2 separate regions of the Mus musculus genome follow, and region 1 is linked to region 2. Evidence: chromatin contacts called from public Hi-C data. All regions are on one chromosome and are shown on one strand. The core of a region is the stretch at or near the end of the contact, and the rest is flanking DNA. Distances in the headings are between cores, read along the strand shown.

Region 1 (5,437 bases), core at 1,953-4,452, 84 kb after region 2:
ACTAATGAAGCCCAACAGTCAGGCGGTTGAGGAGGAGGTAGGTATACAGGTGTGTAAAGCCAGTCTGAGCTACACAGTGAATGCCAGACTCCCTGGGCTGTAGTGCAAGCCTCTGTCTCGAGAAGCAGTCCAGAGCTGGTGAGATGGTTCATCCAGTGAAGAGCTCGCAGAAAAGCCTGCGAGTCTGAGTCTGAGACCCAAGACGATAGGAAAGATCTGACTCCTGAAGTTGACACCTATGATCTTCACTTCCCACATGCATACTGTGGCAGGTACGTGCACACACACATGCACACAAACCCACATACACACATATGCACACATACACACACACACACACACACACACACACACACACACATTTAAAAACAGAGCTAAACTGGGCATGGTGGTGCACGCCTTTAATCCCAGCACTCGGGAGGCAGAGGCAGCAGGATTTCTGAGTTCCAGGACAGCCAGATCTATACAGAGAAACCCTGTCTCGGAAAAACGAAGAAAAAACCAAACAGAGCTAGGCTTGGCTGTACCTGGTATCCTAGCACTCAGCAGATGGAGACCAGAGGGTCAGAAGTTCAAGGTCACTCTTGGCTATATGAGACCTTGTTGCAAAACAAAACTGCTTAGAAAGTTCAGGTGACAACCTTACCTAGTCAGAGGGGAGCCCCTGCACAGCTGTTTAATCTTCCCAGCCCTTGACTCTCAGGCTGAAACCCTTCTCCAGTGTCAGGGCCACCCACTCTGTATTTGGTTCTCTGTCTCAATCCTGTAAGGCTGGCCATTTGCTGATTGGTTTCCTCCCTGTGTAAGCGGAGATGAGTATCAATCCGAAGACAATAGAGACAAGGGAAGGAGGGATGGCTCCGAGGGTAAAGGCGATTGCTGCCAAGTCTGGCGACCTTTGGTCGAACCCCAGGAGCCCACATGGTGGAAGGAGAGAGTCAACTCATGCAAGTTGTCTTCTGACTTCCACATGCATGCCACATGACATGCACAGACACGACGGCATGCGAGGGCACACACGAAAAATGTATGTGGCACTAAATAATAAATTACTGGAAAAAAAAAAGAAATCAGGACAGCCAGCCTGAAAGAGGAAAATAGGACAAACTTCATCAGTCCCAAAGCATGAAACGCTTTCAGGAGATAATACCACACCCAGCTTGCTTCATTTTATTCAACAGGGCAGCAAATACAACAGTCTTCCCAGTAGTGGGAATAGGAGTTGAATTTTTAACTTAGAAATGACCCAAGAGGGGCTGGTGAGAAGGCTCAGGGGGTAAGAGCACTCACTGACTGCTCTTCCGAAGGTCCTGAGTTCAAATCCCAGCAATCACATGGTGGCTCACAACAACCCGTAATGAGACCTGACGCCCTCTTCTGGTGTGTCTGAAGACAGTAACAGTGTACGTATTTATAATAATAAATAAATCCTAAAAAAAAAAAAAAAAAAAGAAAAGAAAGGAAACAAACCTTCTCTGTGTTGTGTGCACCTAACTTGTGAGAGACAGAGGCCAATGTTCCCGGGCCTTCCTTTATCAGTTTTTAACATCTATTTACTTGTTTGTGTGTTGGGGCAGGTGTGTATATCATGGTGCACATGCGGAGATCAGAGGACAGCCCATGAGAACTGGTTCTTTCCCTCCACCATGCGGGTCCAAGAGATCTAACCCAGCTCATGGGACCAGGCAGCAAGCGCATTCGCCCACCTATCCATCTCCACAGCCCATACAAATTACCCTCAGACACAGGGTTCCATGTAGCCCTGGCGATGACTTTCAACTTCACGCCGAGATTACAGACGTACATCACCGCGTCTGTCCAGTTTCAATACTTTTAAATGATAGGTATTATTTCAAGGCAGGCAAAGTTGATGTGTGTAAAAACAACCTTAGTTGCCAGAAAAAAATAATTAAAAATTTGAGTAAATCAATTTTCCATGTACATGAAGAACTGCTGCCACCCCATGGAGACTCTGTATAAACGCACACTTTGGGCACGTGGGCTTCTCTAGTGACCTCTGATTAAAACCACCATAGCAGACATCTCAGTTCTGAGATGAGGGCGTTCGACTCCCTGGAGCTGGAGTTCCGATGTAGATACTGGGGACAAAACCTGATCTTCAGTAAGAACAGTAAGTGCTCTTAACTGTTGAGGCCTCTCTCCAGCTCCACCAATAATTTTTTTTTTTTAATTAAAAATAAGCAGCCAGGAGTGGAGGCTCATGCCTTTAATCCCAGCACTTGGGAGGCAGAGGCTGGAGGATCTCTGAGTTCCAGGACATCCTGGTCTACAGAGTGAGTTCTAGGACAGCCATGGCTACATACTGGGACCCTGCCTGGGGGCGTGGCTCAAAGCGGTACACTATTGTCTTGCAAGCTTGGGGCTTGAATTTGATCCCCAGTGCCAATGTCAAAAGCAAGGAGTGGTGACATGTGGTCGTAACCCAGGGTTGGATAGGTGACAGTGGTAGTGTCCCTGGGACTCCTAGGTTAGCCCCAGGTCAGTGAGACACCCGGGTCAAAAACTACTACAAGCAAGTTGGTGAGGTTGCTCCCCTTTAATCGCAGCACTCAGAAGGCAGAGGCAGGCCAATCTCTGTGTGTTCGAATTACAGGACAGCATGGGCAACACAGAGAAAGTTTCTCGAAAAACCAAACCAAACAAACCAATCAACCAACCACTAAAGCAAGGGATGGAAAGATGGCTCAGTGGTTAAACACAATTCCTGCCCATATAGAAGACCAGAGTTCATTTCCCGGAACCTACAACAGATGGCTCACAACCTCCTCTAACTCTAGCGGTAGGGGATTCAAAGCCCTCTTTAGACTTCTTTGGGCATGTATGAGAAAGGGCATACCCACAAATGCACAAATAAATAGCAAGCACAAATCTACAAACAAAACCTAACAAACAAGATAGATGACTGCAGAGGAAGGACACAGAAGGATAACCTCAAACCTCCACACCCACACGTGTATGCGTGCGAACCCACCCCCCCACAAACACACACATATACATATGCACGCAAACACACCACACCCACATTGTAGCTGATGATGCGCTTGGCCTGTCTTGTGTCAGCCGATCTTGGCGCCCCCTCCCCTGTGTGGGGGTTGCTCTGCAGCCTGGGACTGGGTGGCAATGGTCTCTCACGTTCCAGCCTCTCTGCTCCTATTTCCTCTTCCTCAGCCAGAGCTTTCCTGTCTGCTGACTGTGCAGCTTCCTCCACCATCCCTCAGCGTCTCAGAGCCAGAGCCTGAACTGCTTCAACTCCGCCCGGGCAGGGCTTGAGGCTCTGCACTGAAATATTTGAGCAGCGAAGCAAGGTCCTGGGGAATCATGGGAGGAAAATTTTCAGAATTTCGTGTGGTTGCTTTGCTTTCTTCTGCCTCTTCCCTGGCACCATTCAAAAGTGGGGGGAGGGGCTTCCTCTTCCTCCTTCCCAAACCCCTAGTTGAATTATGTATTAGAAGGGTGCGTGCAGGGCTGGAGAGATGGCTCAGTGGTTAAGAACACCGACTGCTCTTCCAGGGGTCCCGAGTTCAATTCCCAGCAACCCCATGGTGGCTCACAGCCATCTGTAATGGGATCCGATGCCCTCTTCTGGTGCGTCTGAAGACAGCCACAGTGAACTCATATACATAAAATAAATAAATTCTTCCTGTTAAAATATGTGTGTGTGCGTGCGTGCCCGCGCGTTTTACTTACTTCTGTGTTTTCTTTGTTTGTGGACCTAAAAGGAAAACTTGCAAGAGTCAGTTCTCTCTCTACCACACGGCTCCCAGGGATCAAACTCCGGACTCCAGCATCTACAGTAAGCACCTTTATCCAACAACCCATCTCATTTTTTAATATAATATTTTGGGGGGGAGGGGGAGGGGATGGGGGGACTTTTGGGATAGCATTTGAAATGTAAATGAAGAAAATACCTAATTAAAAAACAAAAAACAAGCCAGGCGTGGTGGCGCACACCTTTAATCCCAGCACTCCGGAGGCAGAGGCAGGTGGATTTCTGAGTTCGAGGCCAGCCTGGTCTACAGAGTGAGTTCCAGGACAGCCAGGGCTACACAGAGAAACCCTGTCTAGAAAAACCAAAAAAAAAAAAAAAAAAAAAAAAAAAAAAAAAAACCCAGAAAACCAAAATATATTTTGGGGGGAGGGTTGAGATAGGATCTCTCTCTCTCTCTTTCTCTCTTTCTCTCTCGGCTTTTTTTTTTTTTTTTTTTTTTTGAGACAGGGTTTCTCTGTATAGCCCTGGCTGTTCTGAAACTCACTCTTAGACCAGGCTGGCCTCGAACTCAGAAATCCACCTGCCTCTGCCTTCCAAGTGCTGGGACTACAGGCATGTACCACCACTGCCTGGCATTAACTGAAAAAAATTTTTAATTTTTATTTCTTTTAGGTGTATGAGTGTTTTGCTTGCTTGCAGGTATGTGTACCACATACATGCCTGGTACCAGGGGAGGTCAGAGGTCAGAGAGGGCATCAGATTCCCTGATCTAAGAATTATGGATGGTTGTGATCAACCACGTGGGTACTGAGAGCTGAACCTGGGTCCTTTTCGTCAACAACAAGCACTCTTAACTGCTGAGCCATCTCGCCAATCCCTTACTCCCTTTTTTATTTAACTTTTATTTTTCTGAGGCTGGCTTCACTCTATGGAGCCATGGCCAGTCTGGAATCTGCCACGTAGGGCTTGCTCCTCTTGAGCTGATACGGATCCAGTTGTCTCCGCCTCCCGAGGGTGGGATTACCAGCATGCACCTCCCAGCTCTGCTTCCCTTCTTTGCCTTTATTGTTAGAATGTTTTTATATTATTCTCTATGCAGTATCCATATGTTGTATGTATGTGTTCATGGTGCACATACGGAGGTCACAGGACACCTCAAAAAGAGTTGGTTTTCTTTCTGCTATGTGGATCCGGGGGATTCATTTCAGGTTATGAGACTTGATAGCAAGCACTGTCACAAGCCGGAACATCTAACTGGCCCCTGAAATCGTTGTTTTTTTTTTATTTTTTTATTTTTTTTTTTTCGAGACAGGGTTTCTCTGTGTAGCCCTGGCTGTCCTGGAACTCACTTTGTAGACCAGGCTGGCCTCGAACTCAGAAATCCACCTGCCTCTGCCTCCCGAGTGCTGGGATTAAAGGTGTGAGCCACCACGCCCGGCTTATTTTTAATTTTATTTTATTTTGCTTTTGAGACAGGGCCTTACTGTGTCATCTTGGCTGGTCTTAAACTCACAGAGATCTACTTGCCTCTGCCTCTGTCATGCCCAAGTCATTAAATCCCAGATCAGAATTCCTACCAAGAGTGAGTTGTTAGCCAGGCTAGCCAGGCTTAGTGACACAGGCCTGTCCCTATTTTTATTTATTTTTGCTGTTTTTTTTGAGACAGGTCTCAGGTAGCCCAGGCTGGCCTCAAACTCCACAAAGCTG
Region 2 (5,528 bases), core at 1,552-4,051:
TCCATCTTCATCAAATGGGTCTTTTATCAGGGGGAAAAAACCCTTTTTAAATCTGTTTCACAGATCTTACCTCTTGATAACAAATTTAATTCGATTGCCCACTTGGATGATTTTTTCCAGTCTTGGGATTCCATACCACGAGGGGCTTCGGAAAGGAATGTTTTCTGGAAGTCCTTCCACATAGAGATCATTGGGATGGGCCTCAAATTTTTGGTACGGTACAGCCTTGGCTTCCGTGCTTCCCAAGGCCTCGGCTGTGGAAATGAGCACAAGTCAGCAGATGCAGGCTGGGGTCACGTAGGAGGAACACCCCCAAGTGCAAAGCTTCAAACACTGCAACCAAAGCATAGAAAGCAGCCAGCCGTGTGCACAGCCTACAGCCCCAGCACGCAGGAGGCTGAGGTAGGGGACACAGAGTTCCAGGCTAGCCTGGCCAAAGGGACTTGGGGTGGGGTGGGGGAGGAAAATAAGCAGAGGAGAAAGAGAGAGAGTGGGACCAATTAACCGTGTGTGTGTGTGTGTGTGTGTGTGTGTGTGTGTGTGTGTGTGTGTGTGTGTGAAGGGGGAGCATTAAATGCATTTATTGATTTCTGGTCTGAAACTTCAGCCTATCAGCTTTAAAAAGAAATATTCAGCTGGGCGTGGTGGCGCATGCCTTTAATCCCAGCACTCGGGAGGCAGAGGCAGGCAGATCTCTGAGTTCAAGGCCAGCCTGGTCTACAGTGTGAGTTCCAGGACAGCCAGGACTATACAGAGAAACCCTGTCTCAAAAATACAGAAAGGAAAGGGAAAAGGGAAAAGGGAGAAGGGAAAAGGGAGAAGGGAAAAGGGAGAAGGGAAAAGGGAAAAGGGAGAAGGGAGAAGGGAGAAGGGAGAAGGGAAAAGGGGAAAGGGGAAAGGGGAGGAAAGGGAAAAAGGGGAGGAAAGGAAAAAGGAAAGGAAAAAGGAAAGGAAAAAGGAAAGGAAAAAGGAAAGGAAAAAGGAAAGGAAAAAGGAAAGGAAAAAGGAAAGGAAAAAGGAAAGGAAAAAGGAAAGGAAAAAGGAAAGGAAAAAGGAAAGGAAAAAGGAAAGGAAAAAGGAAAGGAAAGGAAAGGAAAGGAAAGGAAAGGAAAGGAAAGGAAAGGAAAGATAAGATAAGATTGAAATGACTGAGAGCAGGCCAGCCAGTCAGCCCCTGGATCCTGTATTTGACCTCTGCAGATTCCGCAGCCTGGTAGCCTAGCAAGGCAGGTTTTACAAGCAGTCCGGGCTGCTTTGTTACTGATGGACTTTTCCTTTTATACTTTAGGTGTCTTGTCCTAATTTCTCTGTCCATCTGTGCACATGTGCATATATGTTACGAACGAAGGTCAGTATCGAGTGTAGGTCCTTGGAAGCTGTCAGCTGTTTGAGACAGGTTCTCTCACTGACGAACCTGGTCCTTTCCACATAGGTTAGGCTGGCTGGCCAGCGAGCTCTGGGGACCCTCTGGTCTGCACTCCCCACTGCTGACGCTACAAGGGCAATACCATGTCCACTTCTCGTCACCGTGGGTTCTAGAGATTAAATGCAGGGCCTCATGCCTTTGAGGCAAGCACTTTAACAAGGGAGCCATCTGTCTTAACTCCTTCCTTCATATCGGCAACACCAAATCTGAAGGGCTCGACTGTGTTTGGAAATCCACATACAAAGTCTATCCCCACCACAGCAGTAAAAGAAACGTACTCGAGAGGAATAGCAGACGGCCACAGCTCAGATCCACACTTGTCTTAGCTGTTACATAAGATAGGATCTAAACCTGATTTTAACATGCTTCCTATAAGAGAACATTTGAGCTGACAGCAGTAAAGAGCTGAAGGCTGGGTACAGAGGCACAGGAAGGCCTTCAGTATCAGCACGCAGAGGCAGAGGCAGAGACTGCTCTGAGTCTGAGGGCAGCCTGGGTTACAAATGCAATGAAACCCTGTCTCAACAGGGACAAAAAGGAAAGAAAACTTCAAGGACACTGCCTCCTAGCCAGTGAGCGCTGGTTGTCCTGTCTCAGCCCTCCAGTCCCCACCCACACGGTCGGTCGGCCACCTTCTCTACGCCATGCTCACAGACCAGGAAGTCCTGCCCTTTTCCTACCAGAACCAATGCTCCTAAGCCAGGGCTGTGCGGGCCACCTCCACTTCTGAGCTGTCCCTACTGTACACAGGAGTGTGCAGAGCTGCACAGCTGCCAGTTACAGGCAGTGGATGCTGGTGAACGTGGAGCAAGCTCCTGGATGATTTCAGGGAGATCTTGTTCCCTCCTGCCTTAGAAACCTAACAAAGGGGACCGATACCTCCGAGTTCTCACCAGTTCACAAACAGCTTTGTTTCTAGATCTACCAAAAATGCTAGCCGCTGGGCCCAGTAAAGGTTTTTTTTTTTTTTTTTTTGGATGGTGGCCGCTGGGGGGGGAAAAAGAAATCCGGTTATGTATGATGTTAAGCAAGCACTCTAACTGCAGTCTCAAACCTCTGAATCTATTTTCTCCTTAAAGGCTGTCTAAAATTAAGCTGGGCAATGGTAGCTCAAGTTTTTGATCCCAGCACTGAGGAAGCAGAGGCAGGTGGATCCCTGTGAGTTTAAGGCCAGCCTGTTCTACAGGACGAATTCCATAATAGCCAGGGCTACACAGAAAAACCCTGTCTTGAAAAAAAATTATCTTATAGTATTGGGGACCAAACACCTGACAGACTCAGATCCCAGCCCGAGTTTGCTTCCTCAGCTATACTTGAAAGGGTGACCTCTGCTCTCCCAGCCTAGGCTCTCCCAACCACTTCTCCTTTTCCTCCCCCTTCCTTTCTTCCTTTGCCACTTCCTGGACAAAGCTAACAACAGCCAACGGCAGTGACATTCTCTGGAGCCAAGATACTCAAAAACCACACGTCACACCTACACAGGAAATGCAAGGACATAATGGGGATGTCCCCCAAAATGAACATGCCCCATCACTTGATCTAGGCTGCCAAGCATCCAGGGGAAGCACTGACTGGACACCAGGAGAGGAGTCTTTACTGCTTCCTCGTTGGTTTACACCCAATGACTGGAAGGAAGGTTACTGCTAGGAATACTGACGAGGGTGAGGAGGATGGGCGCCTCAACTAGGAATTGTTGGGAGATGGTGTTTGCTTCCCGCCACTATCTGAGGAGTGGAAAAATAAAATTTCCCTTTCCAAAAAAACCTTGAGAGCTAAATAAATGCTAAAACCCAAGATAACCTAAAACAGGATCATGGTGACTCTAGGAAGCCAGTGGGCAGGCAGATGGCCTGGCCCTGATGTCCTCGCTGGACCCAAAGAGAAAGGAATCCAAATGGTCAAATACCTACACTGAATAATGAAACTTCAGGAAGCAACTATTCAGGGCTGGGGTGTGGCTCACAGGAGAGACTTGCCTAACATTTGCTGGTATGAAGTAGAGCATTTGTCTAGGGCTCTTGAGGCCCAATCCATCCCAGCGCAAAAAGAAAAATATACAGCTTTAAAAACTTTTTAAAATTAGTTTTTACTAAAAGCAAGGAAACACTAAGTTAAGTTGAATCATCTCATTGTATTCCTAAAACAAAACAACTCTTAACAACAAAACAAAACAAAGAGATAAAAGACCATCTGGGGCTGGAAAGATGGCTCAGTAATTCAGAGTGCTCGCTGCGCTTCCAGAGGACAGAGGTTCAGGCTAGGTGGCTCACGGCTGCTTGTAAGTCTACTTCTAGGAGACCTGACACCCTCTTCTGGCTTCCCTGGACACCTGCACACATGTGACACACACACACACAATACACACAAACTCACATATATAGCTGTATATTCTCAAAGCCACCTTCCCAGAGTTTGAGCTTGATCGATGCTAATTTGCAAAACTGAATAAAGTACCTGGACTTCCCCCAAGAAGCCTTTATCCTGTTGCTTTGTATTTCAAGCAGGTCAGTCATCGCCCTAAGCCTGTCTTCAGCAAGCACAGGTGGCAGAAATTCATCGATATGAAGAAATGTATTGAGTATACATTGTGGCTTTGGTCTGATTAGATATAAGGTGTGCTATGAGGGCCAGTTAGCCAACGACGGGCCACTGAGATTTCTGAACTATATCGATCTAAGACAGAGGTATGTGCCAAGAAGCCATGGTTTATTAATAATACACCACAGAGCCATGTTTGTGCAAAATAAACACAAGCAAGCTGCACATACTTCCCTGACGGATAAGAATAGTACATAGAAAATCTAAGTCCCAAGCCAGGCACGGCCATCAGCCACCATAATTGCCAGGCAGGACCATGGAGCATAAATACATTTTATGCCCCAGTCCAGCTAATTTTTATTATATACTTAGGGAGGTATTGTAGCCTCCCCCAGCCTTGAGCAGGCTGACTCAGACCTTGCTGCCACTGTGAAACAGACCACCTGGGGTGGAGCCTTCTGACCTAGATGGCTTTATTGTTCTGTCACCTGCTGCTGCTCTTCTCCAAGAAGCTGCTACCTGCTGAGAGACTGAACCTGCCTTCCTGAGAGATCCCGAGACTGACACCTTACTGCCAAACTAGTGCTGTCAGCCTGATTGCTTACAGGCTGGCTACAGGCATCAAGAGTAGATCAGTGGGAGAGGGGCTTTCCCCCTCTGTAAGCACAGACTGCTAGTAAACACTGGACCTTGATCAGCACTTTGGTCTCCTTTTTTCTCTCGACCGTTCCCTCTCTTCCAGCTCCAGCCTCCCACTCCGGAGCCCAGTTCACGTGGCCACAGGCAGCTACACACAGCGTCTTTTAAAATACTCTGTAATGTTCACTTAGGGGGAGGAGCCTCCTTACCAAATTTCTTGCAGAAGAGCTGGTCAACCATCTTCCTCAGTTTGGTGATGCGAGCGTACCACTCTTCTTTCACTGTAGGGAACAGGCACACAGTCGCAGGGTTAGCAGCTTTTCCTCAGGTTGTGAGATGCTAGGGCAATACCCTAAGTTAAGTTTTCTCCCTTTGTTTGACAGAAATTACCTTTAAAACTTCAGGAGATACTGACTAATATACATGGGGCAACTCCTGCTCCATCCTGAGGAATACAAAACAAACTATAATTTCTTTTCTATGTCCTGAACTGGATAGAATTGATGAGCCTTTAGCCAATTAACAAATGCAGACTTTACACTACCTTTTTTAGTTAATTTACTTCTGAGACAGTATGTCATGAGCCCTGGCTGGCCGGAACTCACCAAGTAGACCATGTACCCCAGTGCATGGATTACAGGCACAGCCAAGAATAACCATGTACAATGTATGTGTGTGCAGGTCTGCCCAGAAACACACTGTCTCTCTGCCTATCTCTGTGTCGCAGCTTCTGTAGACAGGACACAAAACTAGACATGCCCAGCAAGAGGGAATCTTAAAGGAGGATCGTTCACATCGTACTGGATGGCTGGGCGATGTGGGCCATTCTCTTGACTGCCGATTGATGTGGGAGCCCACTGTGGGTGGTGCTATCCCTAGACAAGTGGGTCTAGACAGTGTGAGTGGTAGCTGAGCAAACCAAGAG

Evidence for each region. Hi-C and Micro-C count contacts between places; a contact is called where the count stands out from the background.
Region 1: a Hi-C map of bone marrow-derived macrophages shows a contact between it and region 2, with 54 read pairs. The contact joins two enhancer-like sites. A contact is called at or near these places in 1 of 15 datasets of contacts at CTCF or cohesin (pro-B cells), 23 of 484 Hi-C or Micro-C datasets (CD4 T cells, CD8 T cells, T follicular helper cells and 15 more), 12 of 115 datasets of contacts at active chromatin or transcription factors (CD8 T cells, the HPC-7 cell line, bone marrow-derived macrophages and 5 more) and 4 of 9 other capture datasets (adipose tissue, embryonic stem cells, liver and 1 more).

The regions. Positions count from the first base shown.
Region 1 is chr5:134,339,554-134,344,990 of GRCm38.p6, forward strand. No RefSeq gene overlaps it. Among named protein-coding and RNA genes, the nearest start is that of Gm46925, 6.2 kb to the right of the region's middle. Within about 2 kb of position 3,203, at least 37 of the 459 cell types and tissues checked have an H3K27ac peak or open chromatin away from gene starts, as enhancers often do. A contact at or near this core is called in the HPC-7 cell line, bone marrow-derived macrophages and microglia, where this site is marked.
Region 2 is chr5:134,255,755-134,261,282 of GRCm38.p6, forward strand. It overlaps Gtf2i (general transcription factor II I), which reads right to left. Exons shown (of 34, transcript NM_010365.4): 16 at 4,813-4,884; 17 at 71-254. Among named protein-coding and RNA genes, the nearest start is that of Ncf1, 29 kb to the left of the region's middle. Within about 2 kb of position 2,802, at least 53 of the 459 cell types and tissues checked have an H3K27ac peak or open chromatin away from gene starts, as enhancers often do. A contact at or near this core is called in the HPC-7 cell line, bone marrow-derived macrophages and microglia, where this site is marked.